3 separate regions of the Sus scrofa genome follow, and all the other regions are linked to region 2. Evidence: chromatin contacts called from public HiChIP or PLAC-seq data. All regions are on one chromosome and are shown on one strand. Each heading gives the region's core, a stretch centred on a gene start, on an enhancer-like site or on the middle of the called end of the contact. The rest is flanking DNA. Distances are from core to core; before and after follow the strand shown.

Region 1 (4,568 bases), core at 304-2,803, 330 kb before region 2:
TTCCTCTGAGGACAGTCCTTTGGGAATCCTAGCTTTATGCAGTGGTCTCAGATCTGACCTCCAACCTTGCCCAAGCCAAGGCTTAGTCTCTTGTCCCTAAAACTCAGGTTCTTGTCTTATTAAAACCCAGACTCTAATCTGCCAAGAATTGGCAAATTCCCCCAGGGTTCCAGCACTCACTTACCCCTGTGTGTTAAGCTGCATGTTATGTGGTTAACACAGAAAACTATGTTGATTTGAATTACATGAGAGAAATATGAGACTCTTCCTTTGTAACTTTCCTTCCTTCCTTCCTTCCTTCCTTCCCTCCCTCCCTCCCTTCTTTCCTTCCCTCCCTCCCTTCTTTCTCTTTCTTTCTTTCTTTCTTACTTACTTACTTTCTTTTTGGATTTTTAGGGCTGCACTCTTGGCATATGGAGGTCCCCAGGCTAGGGGGCTAATTGGAGCTACAGCTGCTGGCCTACGCCACAGCCAAAGCAACACCAGATGCAAGCCATGTCTGCAACCACACCACAGCTCATGGCAACACTGGATCCTTAACATACTGAGTGAGGCCAGGGATCAAACTCGCAACCTCATGGTTCCTGGTCAGATTCGTTTCTGCTGTACCATGATGGGAACTCCTGTCTTCCTTTGTAGCTTTCTAAAGTGTAACGAGGGGAGCACAGTTTACAGGAATAGATCAGCTCAGTACAGTGAAGACTGCTTCTCAATAAAATGAGCTGTTTCATGAGATAGTGAATTTCCTGTCACCATATGGATTCAAGGATAGGCTAGACAACTTACTGGGGACAGTTAGGTAGAGAGGGCTGGATTGGATTGGACAGGAGTGCTGCCCTCCTCTCCTTCCACTTGCTTGATGCTGATCTGCATACCAGAACCAAAGCCATAATTCACTCAGGAAGAAGCCTCCTTTCTCTTGCCATCTGAAAATTTAAAGTCTTGGCTTCCAGGTCTGTTCCCTGCCCTCCAGTGGCTCCTTGACACCTGGCAGCAGAGCTGTCTGGTCTGACAGGTTGCGCCAGAGCATGCGATGTCTGGGCTGCCAGGGTCTGCTGTTCACGTGGCCACGTCTCTGGGCTCTGTCAGGTGGCCATGGTTTGTCTTGGCTACATTGCTGTCAAGGGGGGAGGTAGACAGGGGGCAGGATGAGAGAGCAACAGGTGTTACCAGGCGTCTAGACAGAAACGTATCCTTATACCCACAGGAGCATTCGTTTAAAATAGCTCTTTCCCCAAATATTCTTCTGGTGGCACTGGGCCCGTCTGTGCTGTGGTTTAAGATCATTTGGCACCTCTCATTCTTGCAATCAGAGAATGGTTTCTGGGGCTGTAAAATCATCCGTGATCTAAACCAATTAGCTCAGCCAGGGGAGGATTACATGCACCAGCTCTGGTACGGGGGCAACTTCACGCAAGCTGATTTTACAAAGTTTTAGTGTTTTTGCTTGCCCTGTTCTCCTCTAGGGCTGTCATCATTTAACAGGATGAGGCCCTGGCAGGTGACATCTTTAGGTGCTTGTTCAATTGCCCTTGGAGAAACTGAGTGAAAAGTGTTCACACTGTCATGCTTGGTGCAGTAAGGACGGGAGGATGCCCTCTAAACGTGGGCAGTCTGTTTATATGAAGAGAGGAGTAAAATGTCCTTTTCCTGTTTGGGATGAATTGGAAACTGACAGAGCTTAGTCATGGGAGACATAGATGAGGCTCTGCCAAGAGTGCTGGGGCCTGAGGGCCCTTCATGGAACCCAGGCTGACATGAGGTTAAAGCCAAGGGGGCAAGTTCGATATAAGCTACAGGGACTTAGACTGTGCTTAGTGTCATACTATTCTGGCAAGTAAGGGACAGTGGTTTCATAGGTGAACTTGAGCAAGAAGAGCTGAGTTTGTAATGGGTTCCCCCAATAATTTCCTTTTGGTTTTGGCCCTTGTTAGAATAGCACCTTGAACTATGAGCAGAAAAAAAATAGAGAGAAAATGAGAATATAAAAATCTCACCCTTCCAGAGAAAGCTACAAGTGACATTTGGTTGTATATCCTTCCACATCCTTTTGTGTATGTGTGTGTGTCTTTTTATAGAAATGGAACCATACTCTTTGTCATCTCCTTACCTGCTTCTTATATTGATTCAATAAACAGATATCTAAAGAATGACTACCATGTACCTAGTCTTGTTCTAGGCACTGGGTGTGCACTGATGAACAACACAAATCCCTTACTTTCATGGAGCTTACGTTCTAGAAAGCATTCTGTGTTGAGCATCTTGTCCTATCCATTGATCCTTCTATGAAACAGCATTTTTAGGAGCTATATACTATTCTATTCTATAGATGGACTTTAATTTTTGTGTGTGCTGTTGTTGGAAATTCAGATGGTTTGCAACTTATTGCTCTTGCAAACAATGAGATGATGAACCTTTTGGTAGCTAATATGTCCATACAGATTTATCAGTAAAGGCTGTAATGGAAAACTAAAACTAAATGCTTTCTCTGGTAGTGGGGATAAATGTGTACTCTCTGGTTGTGACCTGCAGGCAATTAGTTGCAAACACTTGGGCTCAGAGGGTATCACTGACAGACTTGGCTGACCACATGGCTTGGGTTGGGGCAGGCGGGCCGCATGTGGATGTGTTTCAGCTGACCCAGGTGGACTGCCTGGCAGCACTCAGACCTGTGGATCAATTAAGGACACATAAGGGTTTCAGGGGTCTTTAGAGGACTGGTTGCTCTCACTGTGGTTTTAAAAAAATAAAGCTCCATGATAAACTACTGAAATTATATTTTAGCAAACCAAAGAAAAGGATTCTCTGTAGCACACACACAAAGGAGTTGGGGACAGCCTGTCCTTGTGCATTGAGGGCTGGGCAAGGACAGCGCAGCAGGTAGAAGGACCAGCTTTCATGAAGGCCTTTCTATATATTGAACCCTTGTGAGAAGAATGGGAGGCGAAGCAGTGAGAGGCAGCTGGCCACAGGAATGAAGGTTTGCTTTCACAGGGCTCCCTAAGTTTGTAGTTGTGTGTTCATTGTGCTTTAGATCATCTGTTTGTGTCCATGATGTGCTCTTAGGCTTACCAGAGGAAGTGAGTCCTTCCTTTTTTTTTTTTTTTTTTTTTTTTTTTTTCGTCTTTTTGACTTTTCTAGGGCCGCTCCTGAGGTATATGGTAGTTCCCAGGCTAGGGGTCTAATCAGAGTTGTAGCCACTGGCCTACACCACAGCCACAGAAACTCGGGATCCGAGCTGCATCTGTGGCTTGCACCACAGCTCACGGTAACACTGGATCCTTAACCCACTGAGCAAGGCCAGGGATTGAACTCGCAACCTCATGGTTCCTAGTTGGAGTCATTAACCACTGTGCCACGACGGGAACTCCAAATGAGTCCTTCCTTTTGCCGGATAGTTCTGGTGAATAAGACCAACATATTGAAATAATTTTAAATACCTTCTTCTTCTACACCCCTCTCTTCCCCTAATTCTATCCAGTCTCCCAAAGTCTCTTCAATCTGTGTTCAATGCCTAATCCTCTCTCACTTGAAGAATTGCTAGGGCACTCATGGGTCTCCTGGCTCCCTCTTCCCTGAGCCCATGTCCCACACAATGTCGTAAGTGATCCCTGTGATGTGAACTTGGCCTTCCATTACCGCCCTGTTAAAAACCCCCAGGGGCTTCCTGTTGCAAGTTGAAGGGTGAAATGCAAACTCCTTAGAGACCGATAAGTCTTCTAAGCTGCCCAGTCTACCTGCCCAGTGCTATCTCCAGACACACCCACTCCTGTTTTCCACACCTGTGCACCACTTGCAGCCACCAGGGAGTAACACATTCATTCAGGCCCCCGTGTCCTTGCACACACTCTTCCTTTCTGCCCGGGATGACTTCCCCCTTTTGTTCCTGCTGGGTTCCTCCTCACATCCAGGCTCCCGCTTTGTTGTGACCCCTCTGCAATGTGTCCATCTCTATGTTAAAACTTATCAAGCTGCTCCTTGGCTTGTCTACTTGTGTGGATCCCCTCCTGGATGGCGATCTCCTTGAGGATGAGGAATGAGTCTTGTTCTTGTTTGCATCCCCCATCCCGTAGCAGTGCTTGACATATATTTGTTGCTGTATGTTGGAGGAGTTGATACAATCTGGACTGCAAAAGTGTTTTATTTGATGCAGATCTAACCAGATAGAATGTGTTCTCAGTGTTTTGCTCTGATTTATATTTTCAGACATCTTTTTAAAAGAATTTTATTCTAAAGGCAATTAATTATGTTACATAAAGGATGTTTACCAGATAGAGTAGATTCTCACATTCTCTTAGACACATGATTTGATGTTGCAAATCCCCACACACGCAAGTTATTCAGATTGTGAGTGGTGAATTTAGTTGCTGGGCTCTCTGACTTCAGACCATACTCTTGACTTCTATACAGCTATAATGGCTAGAGGTGCTGGTGTTTTGAGTCCAAGAGAAGGAGCTGTAAGTGGAAAGAAAGGGAAATGTGGAAAAAGAAAACAAACAAACAAACAAAAAAAACCCCAAACCCCTCCATGACTATCTGTGTCTATATAGACATTAAAAACTAGGCAA
Region 2 (4,212 bases), core at 182-2,681:
CCTTGAAGGAGTGTCCATTAGTGTATTGAATGCCCTTGCCAGTAGCGGTCAAAAACTGAGACTTTGTCAAGTCAGGAAACACCCTATTAGAACTCTTCCACAAGGACACTGGGTAAACACTAGCCTCACATCAACTGAGCCTCTCATATAGTGCAGCCCAGAACAAAGTTGTATGCCTCAAAGTGACCTGATAACTAGAATCAGAAGTAGCAATATTTAAATGACCTTTATCAAACAGTAATAAAAAAACAGTAATTTTCAGTCTTACATCATTGGGCCATAAAGACAGAGTAATAGTTGGTGAGAACCGACTACAGGCTGAGCTCTTCCACACGTGTCATCCTTATTAATACTCGTTGAAAAGGAAAGGGTACAGGGAAGAGCAGAGTCCCCAGATATGCAGATACTAAGACAGTCCTAACACATTTTGTCTCATTAGAAAGCTAAGGCTTGGAGAAGCTAAGGAACCTGTCCAGGTTCACACAGCCAGTACATAGCAGAGCTGGGATTCAGAATCAAGTCTTTGTAACTTCAGCATCTGTGTCTTAACCCCTACATCCTAGAGAACCTATGGCTTGTCAGTGAAATAAGTGGTTAACTCATCAAATTGGCATACATGTAGAAAACATAAGAATGGGGTCCATCTAAGACTCTATATCTTTTTCTCTTCATATCTCTATTTCATGCCAGGTGTGTCTTGGTGATTAATGCTTCTGAAGTTCTGAGTGTGTCCAGATGATCTGCTATCTACAGAACATAAATGGGAAATTTCAAGATGGTGTTCTTTAACAGGCTTACCACCAAATGCTGTCAGAAAACTAAAATTGTCCAGGCTATTTTGAGACCAAGTTTTATCCAGATTCTCCCCAAAGTAAACTGACGTTCATGAATCTCAGAGCTGTTCTTTGCCTCACATTTTAGTTGGAGTCATATGGCTAGAGTTTGTGCTCAAATTCATGTTCCTTGGTTGACGCTAACCCTTCTGAAAAGCATAGTGGAATTACATGGTCACAGGTGAAAGTGGGGGCCTGCACTCACAAGTTCAAAATAAAGGCAAGGCAAGTTTGACTCGAATATGAACACAGTACCAGGAATAAAATTAGAAATTGCCCATTTTATGTTTATACGCCTCATAGGCTGACAGTGGATATAGCTTGTTTACTTTTAAGTATAAATTACCAAGTTTTCCCACCTTGAGATAGGAACCTGACTGTGAGACAAAATCTTCTCTTCTTCTCTCCTTTTGTAACAAGTAGAGGTGGCTTGGTGAAATGTGTGTTAGTTTTTATTCCAGGTGAGAAAGTAGAAGTAAGCCTGTAAATTTTGAGTAATGCATCCAAGATGCATCTGAGACTAGTCTGGACGGGACACTAATATAAATAGTAACAAGGACCATAAATGTCACCACTCCCTAAGCTGCCCCATTATTGGCACTTGACACTTGGCCCTGGGTCCTAGAGCCCTTATGGTCGCTGTGCAGCCTGGGAAGTGATGCAGGGTGACACACATGGAGAATCTTTTCTTGGAAATGGGTTTGGAGGACAGCCTATTGTAAACAATAAGCCCTTGTGTGTGTGAATGAAAATAAACTCAGACAGTGCATAGGGTTACGGTTATGTGTTGAAAGGCAAAAATCCACCACCTGTCACCTATCCACAGGCCCTGACCAGAGCATTTGCCTGAGTCTGGAATCCCATTCTAGGACCTTGGACTAAGTGATCAGACATTTCTTTACAAGAGTCCAGTGACTTAGAGATAGACTCCCATGGAATTTAAACTTGTTTAAAAAAACACATAATTTGGGAGTTCCCATTGTGGCTCAGTGGTAACAGACCTAACTAGTATCCATGAGGATGCAGGATCAATCCCTGTCCTCATTCAGTGCATTAAGGATCCAGTGTTGCTGTGATCTGTGTAGGTTGCGGACATGGCTCAGATCCCACATTGCTGTGGCTGTGATGTAGACCAGCAGCTGCAGCTCTGATTCAACCCCTAGCCTGGGAACTTCCATATGCCATACATGCAGCTGTAAAAAGCAAAAAACAAAACAAAACGAAACAAAACAAAAAACCAAAACAACAACAACCCCTGAAAAACATAATTTGGGCATGTATTTTAATAAAGAAAGCCATGTTGTATGAGGCAGTCACGTAATCTTTCATCTGTCAGCCTGTTACCGGTTACCCAAATGCCACAGTGGATAGGCTACACTGGGTCAGCTTTCATATATTTCCCTCCAGTCATTGTACATGATATTATCCAGTCACAGCATGTCTGTTGGCCCCAAGCTGTATGAGTGAGAAATATGACAAGCTCTCCAGCTTTATCCCTCCAGACAGATAAACATCATAATTTTCTATCATTGCTTTTGATTCTAAAGTTTCTGTTAAGCAAATAGCATTTATGGCCCAGAAAATTGTATATATGGGTCAGGATGTTATTTCTTTTCCTCCCTCATAATGTACATCTCAGTTGAAATGTTTCCTTCCTGCCTTCCTTTCTCACGTTGCACAGCTAGAGTTCTGGAGTTGACTGTATAATTTCAAGAGGATAATTTTCTATCAACGTAAAGCTCTTAGGAGGACTCAGGGAAAAGTATTTTGGCACTTACTTAGGAAGAATTACTATGCTGGTTGCAGTAACATTTTGGAAATAAGAAGTGTCTTTAGTCTCATGATTACATAAATTTCTACTTGGCAAACAAGGATTGTTCTGGCATTGTGGTCCTAGTATTTAAGACACCATCTTTTTTTTTAACCTAAATTCCTTTTCTGTGAATCTGCATTGTCAGTAAGGACATAACCCAGGGGGTACTGGCTGTAATTTTATTGCTCAAGCTGACGGACAATGCAAGGGTCCAGGGGACTCAAATGTTTTAAGTTATTTTATGTGGTACAGAGGACTGGAAAGAGGGCGGTGTCCCAGCTTTTCATCCAGTTGGCTGGTATACAGCTACTGAAGAGAGCTCTAGGGCACACAGGGGAAGCATGGCTCCTGCATTTTCATAATAGGCTTTCAGAAATAGGAACCTTTCTGGTAGCAAATGAGTCCCAATGGCAGCTTAACACTCCAAAATGAGTTAGAACTTTTACCCTAAGTGTAGGTTCCCAGGGTATGCTCTGTGGGCCCCTGGAAAACTACAGCTTTGCAAAGGGTGAGAAATTCACAATTGGGGAGAAAATTACCTGGATGACATGTCTCAAACAATTGTGTCCTAGGTCATCTAATGTAGTGGTTAAGGATCTGGACCCTGACAGGTTCAAGTCCTGGATATGGCTCTCCCTGGATGTATGGTCCTAAACACGTGATTTCAGCTCTGAGTCCTTCAGTTTCTTCATTTCTGCAAAATGTGGGCAAGTGTTATTCACATAGTTAGGACTCAATACATTTTACCTTTTTTTTTTTGCTTTTTAGGGCTGCACCTGTAGCATATGGAGGTTCCCAGTCCAGGGGTTGAATCAGAGCTGCAGCTGCCAGCCTATGCCACAGCCATCACAATGCAGGATCTGAGCTGCATCTGCAACCTACACCGCAGCTCATGGCAACTCCGGATCCTTAACCCACTGAGTAAGGCTAGGGATTGAACCTGTCTCCTCATGGACACTGGTTGGGTTTGTAACCCACTGAACCACTATAGGAATTCCCTAGTTATTGTTATTATTTGACAGACATACATGTGGCTGCCATCATGATAAATTAAAAAGACATTCACTTGAATATGATTTCTTGGCTACTCTCTGCAAATAAATACAGTTTCAATGGATAGACACCAAATGCAGGATTACCATTACATGGGAGGCCCTCATTCTCAGGAAGGGGTGGAAGGAATAAAGAGGTGAGGCTGAATTATCCTAAAATAGAGAAAAAAATATATATGTCAGACAAGGCCAACATCTTCCATTTGGCACAATAGACAGAATCTAGGACTCATGATATTTGCAGGGGCTCTTAAAAATGTTCTTTTAAAATTAGAAGAGGTGTTTTAATATGTACTGTTAATACATTCATCTTTATGTGTATCATTTTTAATATTCTTATGGAGGAAGGGGACAATGAAGACAGAACTACCAAGGCCCACAGATTCATAATGAGGCCCTGACTGCAGGTGTCTCTGTTACATCTCTTCATGCACTTCTCTGTGTCCCCTACTGAATGGGGAGGTCTTCGAGCAGAGGTTGCAACTTCTTGGCAGTTATACATGCAAACCCTGTC
Region 3 (4,172 bases), core at 434-2,933, 270 kb before region 2:
TTTTTTTTTTTAATGCCAACTAACCACTGTGCCGCTGGACCAGGAAGCTTCCTGGCAGTACAATGGTCCTGAGGGGGAAATGTGGTCATTGATCAATAAAACCCCAATGTGGGGAAAATAACAGGAGGGCAGTTATAACATTAGGATGCTCTCTTCAGGATATTCTCATTTCTTTAAGTCTCCGTTTCGTGTGGCAGTTCTCTATTTCTCAGACAAAACTTGGTGGACAAACTGTTCTCACTGATTGCTAATGGGCTAAATTGTAGGTGCTGGTAAGGAGAGATTCTGGCAACAGACATTTAAGTATCCAAGTAGTTGCAAATATCAGGAGAGAAAAATGTGTTCACCTCACCAGGTTCACTTAAAAAACTAGAATAGTGGGGCTAGTGTTTCTCCATTTACCCTCTTTCAGGTCAATGAGAAAAATCCAGAGAGACTGGAAAAAAAATCCCCCTCAACTCCAGACTCTCTTTGTTTGCCCTTGACTTAGTGTTTAGATAAAGGGGTACAGAGAAGCTCCAGGGAAGCCACCAGTACTGGAGTCTAAGCTTCTTTCTTTCTAGGCCTGCCTGTAGCCTCTGCTGAGCAGTCTTTTCAGAGTGGGTTGTTTTTTATTCTGGAACAAGTGATGCTTTCTTCCGGCACTTGTTTTATGCAATGAAAGTGAATGTTTCTGCATGCTGGCGATGAGGGGATGTATTCCGGAACGGTACAGGGACACTTTAACAATTAACAGATTCCTAAAAAAATTCTGAATAAATAAAATGACTTGGTGGATGTGGGAGGGTGGTTGGGAATTTTAGATTTAAAGGGAATCCTTCTGCGATTTTTTTTTTTAGTAAAATATTGAATCTTTTTTTGAAGCAAATTATCACATCCCAATTTATCCTGTGTAAATCTGGAATGCCACATGGAGACTTGACTTTAGCTGGAACACGCCTTCACCGAGCTAGTTCAAAGCCAGTTCCTCTCCTTCCCCAACTAGAAAGGAAACTCCATGAAAGCGAAGTCGTGGCTGTTGGATGGACTGTTGATGCTTGAGAGCACGGAGTAGATACTCCCTAAGTGTTGGCTGAAGTCACTGGACAGATGAAGAGGCAGACAAGAAGCTGGTATTCTAAAATGTGATCAAAGAGAAAGGATCTAGAATCTGTTGTCAGGGCCAATATTTAAAAGAGGCCTCTTTGGGTTACAATGGGATCTGGCACCTTAACCTCAGAGACCTGTTTTGTACTGCGTATTAATTTTACCCCAGTGCAGTTTCTTCTGCTCTGGAACCCTTTTTACATTGATACAGGCTACAAACAGATGTTCACAGGGGAGGGCCCTCTAGCCGGTGCCCTGGGGATTCTGGACCATGCATTCTGGTTGGCTTCCCTTTTCTGTGTCAGGACATGGTTGTAAATTCATGCACTGGGCAGGAACTGTCAGCGTGTACATTTCCAGCTCTCCTCATTCCATGCCACGACCTTCCCTCGTGAACATTTGTGTGGGAACTGATACGGCGTGGGGGAGAGCAGCATTAAATGGAAACACGGTCCTGCCATATCTCTTAACTTACAGTGAAGCTGGAGACACAGGAGCCCATAACATGACTCCCTTGTTCATGTTACACTCGGGGGAAAACCAGAGCCACATGTTTGAGTGGCACCTTCTGAGCTCCTGTTTCCAAATTCAAACTGAGCTGACACGTGGTGTACACGATTTCAACCCAGGAGCACATTTCACTTAATCCACAGGGCATCTGAGTTACATGAGTACAAAATGAGAAACAGACGTGACTGCAGGTGCTTTCGGCTCTGCTCTGGTATAACTAACTCAAAGGTGTCTTTGATTTCAGTGAGAAATTTGGCAGAGAGTTTGTCCATAAAGCACTTTAATTGCACTGGTTTTTGGTGGAAGGGCTTCTCTCTCTGCCCACCTCACTCTCCCCCAACACATTCAAATACATATAAAACTCCCGTTAGAAAGAGTAGAATGACTGTTAAAAATAAAATTTAAATTAAAGGCCGACCTCAGTAACTCGTACATTTCCCATTCTCCTTATAAATGGCCATCAGTTTTCATGCTTTGGATAGTCCGATTTTAAATAGCTAATAATTCCCCAATAGTTCACAATGGCTCCAAATCTATTGCGTAAATAATGTGGCTTGTAAATATAAATAAATGAACAGTTAACCAATAAACCGAAATGGCTTCACAGAAGTCAGTCAACTCCAATGGGGATATTAGACATTTAAAAAAAATGGCCAAAATAAGGATTTGTTCAGTAGACCATAACCGTTCATGGCTTGAGAAAGAGTATGCTACATTTTTGCCTGGAAATATAACGAAGTTCTCAATTCCTGGATTAAAAGTTGTGTATAATTGAAGCAAAACTGCCGTACTGTTGAGCCATGGTCTGGGACCTTTGGAGGGATGCTTTTTGTGTTTTCAAGGCTTAGCATTTAGAAGGTGCTTAATAAATGTGAAATGATGATAATGATGAATAAGACTCAGTTTGAGGTGGGCTGAATACCATTCACAGCAAAGTGGTTTCTTCTAGGAGTTCCCGTCATGGCTCAGGGGGAGAGAATCTGACTAGTATCCATGAAAATTCGGGTTCGATCCCTGGCCTCCCTCAGTGGGTTAAGGATCCAGCGTTGCGGTGAGCTGTGGTGTAGGTCACAGATGTGGTTCGGATCCTGTGTTGCTGTGGCTGTGGTGTAGGCCAGCAGCTGTAGCTGGGATTTGACCTCTAGTCTGGGAACCTCCATGAGCTGTAGGTGTGGCCCTAAAAAAAAAAAAAAAAAAAAAAAAAAGAAAAAAAGAAAAAAAGGTGGTCTGTTCTGGCTCTCTATCAGAGGCAGAGAGTCTGTCACCTTTTTAGCGTAGGCTTGTTGATCTTGGGCAAGACACATTATGTCTCTGGCCTTCAGTTGCCTCATCTGTGCAATGAGAGGATGGCTAGATGACCTGCTAGGTCCCCCCTGGTTAAAACTTAGGGTATGATTCTGTGGGAAATTTGGGTTTTACTGTGTGCCTTAAGAGTTTTATACAGAATAATCTATAACTAAAATTTTTTCATAGCCTGAAGCTGCTACACCTGTATGGAAATTATTATAGGCATTTTTTGGTCTCAGGTACCCTGAATCAGGGCTGTCTAGGTTTGGTTTCACAGGTTGTGCGTTGCACAACTCCAGGGGGCACCATTCACATAGATGATGAAGTGGATGCCCTCCCCCCACCACTACCCTCCAGTTATGCAACGTTGTTGCACTGCCTTAAATATACAATATATTTTCTTTTTGGTTACTGAACAGATTCATGTTGTTAGATTATTTTTTAAACGCCTGTTTGGAATTCTGCCAACATCTGCCTTCAGACTCCTTTTCTGAGAAGACTTCCTCTGATCCTTTCCCAAGCTTTGATTAGAATAAAACTAACGTCTAATTTAAAAGGTAATCATTCTCATTCAGGATGGGTTGTGCTCTTACGAGTGAGGGAGAAAAGGTCCACCAAGCTATTTTGCTGCCCCTTACCTGGCATTATGCACACAGGGAAGAGCAGCAACATACGGCAACAGAATATGGTAGCCTGGGGCCCAATATAGGTAGCTCTATATGTTGTATGTTTCCAGTACAGAAATAGATCGTTATTTCTTGAAACTCTGCCCAGTGGTTGGGCTAAGGGGAGTTTTCCATCTTGCACTGTGGAACAAGTTTGATTGTGAACTGGGGCTGATCCCAACCCTAAGCAGGCTTCAGGCTTGGTGGCCTGGGGTAACCGCTTATGGAATGGTAGCTGACTGCTTCCGTGCTCCCACACTAGGAAGAGACAGAGACCGCTGGGGTTTGCTCAAGCCAGTCCTCTCCCTTGTGGGGAGCAGAGCTGGGCTCTTGAAAAAAACATTATTGCTTAAAAATAACAAGTAGGAGCTGAAGTGCTTTCCAGCTAATGGGTAAAAACCAGCTCTTTCCTACTGAAAGTCAAATTAATATTTAAAGCCTGGATTCTGGGCTTCAAGATGTTCTCAGTAACTGAGTGGAGTTTTCACCACCTGCTACTGATGTACCTGTGTATGTCCCTCTAGAGCAGGCTTCACTCTGCTGGCTGTACCTCCAGCCCTGGGCACAGAGCTGTAGGGTGTACAATGTGCAGGAGGTGGCATTAACTATCCCCTGCCTGTCCAG

The links. HiChIP or PLAC-seq counts read pairs in DNA pulled down with a chosen protein or histone mark.
Region 1: an H3K27ac HiChIP or PLAC-seq map of skeletal muscle shows a contact between it and region 2, with 6 times the contacts expected there. The contact joins two enhancer-like sites. A contact is called at or near these places in 1 of 47 Hi-C or Micro-C datasets (embryonic fibroblasts) and 1 of 2 datasets of contacts at active chromatin or transcription factors (skeletal muscle).
Region 3: a contact with region 2 is called in an H3K27ac HiChIP or PLAC-seq map of skeletal muscle, with 4 times the contacts expected there. The contact joins two enhancer-like sites. A contact is called at or near these places in 1 of 47 Hi-C or Micro-C datasets (fetal heart ventricle) and 1 of 2 datasets of contacts at active chromatin or transcription factors (skeletal muscle).

The regions. Positions count from the first base shown.
Region 1 is chr16:47,038,651-47,043,218 of Sscrofa11.1, reverse strand. No RefSeq gene overlaps it. Among named protein-coding and RNA genes, the nearest start is that of SLC30A5, 240 kb to the left of the region's middle. Within about 2 kb of position 1,553, at least 3 of the 83 cell types and tissues checked have an H3K27ac peak or open chromatin away from gene starts, as enhancers often do. A contact at or near this core is called in skeletal muscle, where this site is marked.
Region 2 is chr16:46,710,875-46,715,086 of Sscrofa11.1, reverse strand. All of the region lies in intron 2 of LOC102159645 (a long non-coding RNA gene), which reads left to right. Among named protein-coding and RNA genes, the nearest start is that of PIK3R1, 280 kb to the right of the region's middle. Within about 2 kb of position 1,431, at least 1 of the 83 cell types and tissues checked has an H3K27ac peak or open chromatin away from gene starts, as enhancers often do. A contact at or near this core is called in skeletal muscle, where this site is marked.
Region 3 is chr16:46,977,427-46,981,598 of Sscrofa11.1, reverse strand. No RefSeq gene overlaps it. Among named protein-coding and RNA genes, the nearest start is that of SLC30A5, 310 kb to the left of the region's middle. Within about 2 kb of position 1,683, at least 3 of the 83 cell types and tissues checked have an H3K27ac peak or open chromatin away from gene starts, as enhancers often do. A contact at or near this core is called in skeletal muscle, where this site is marked.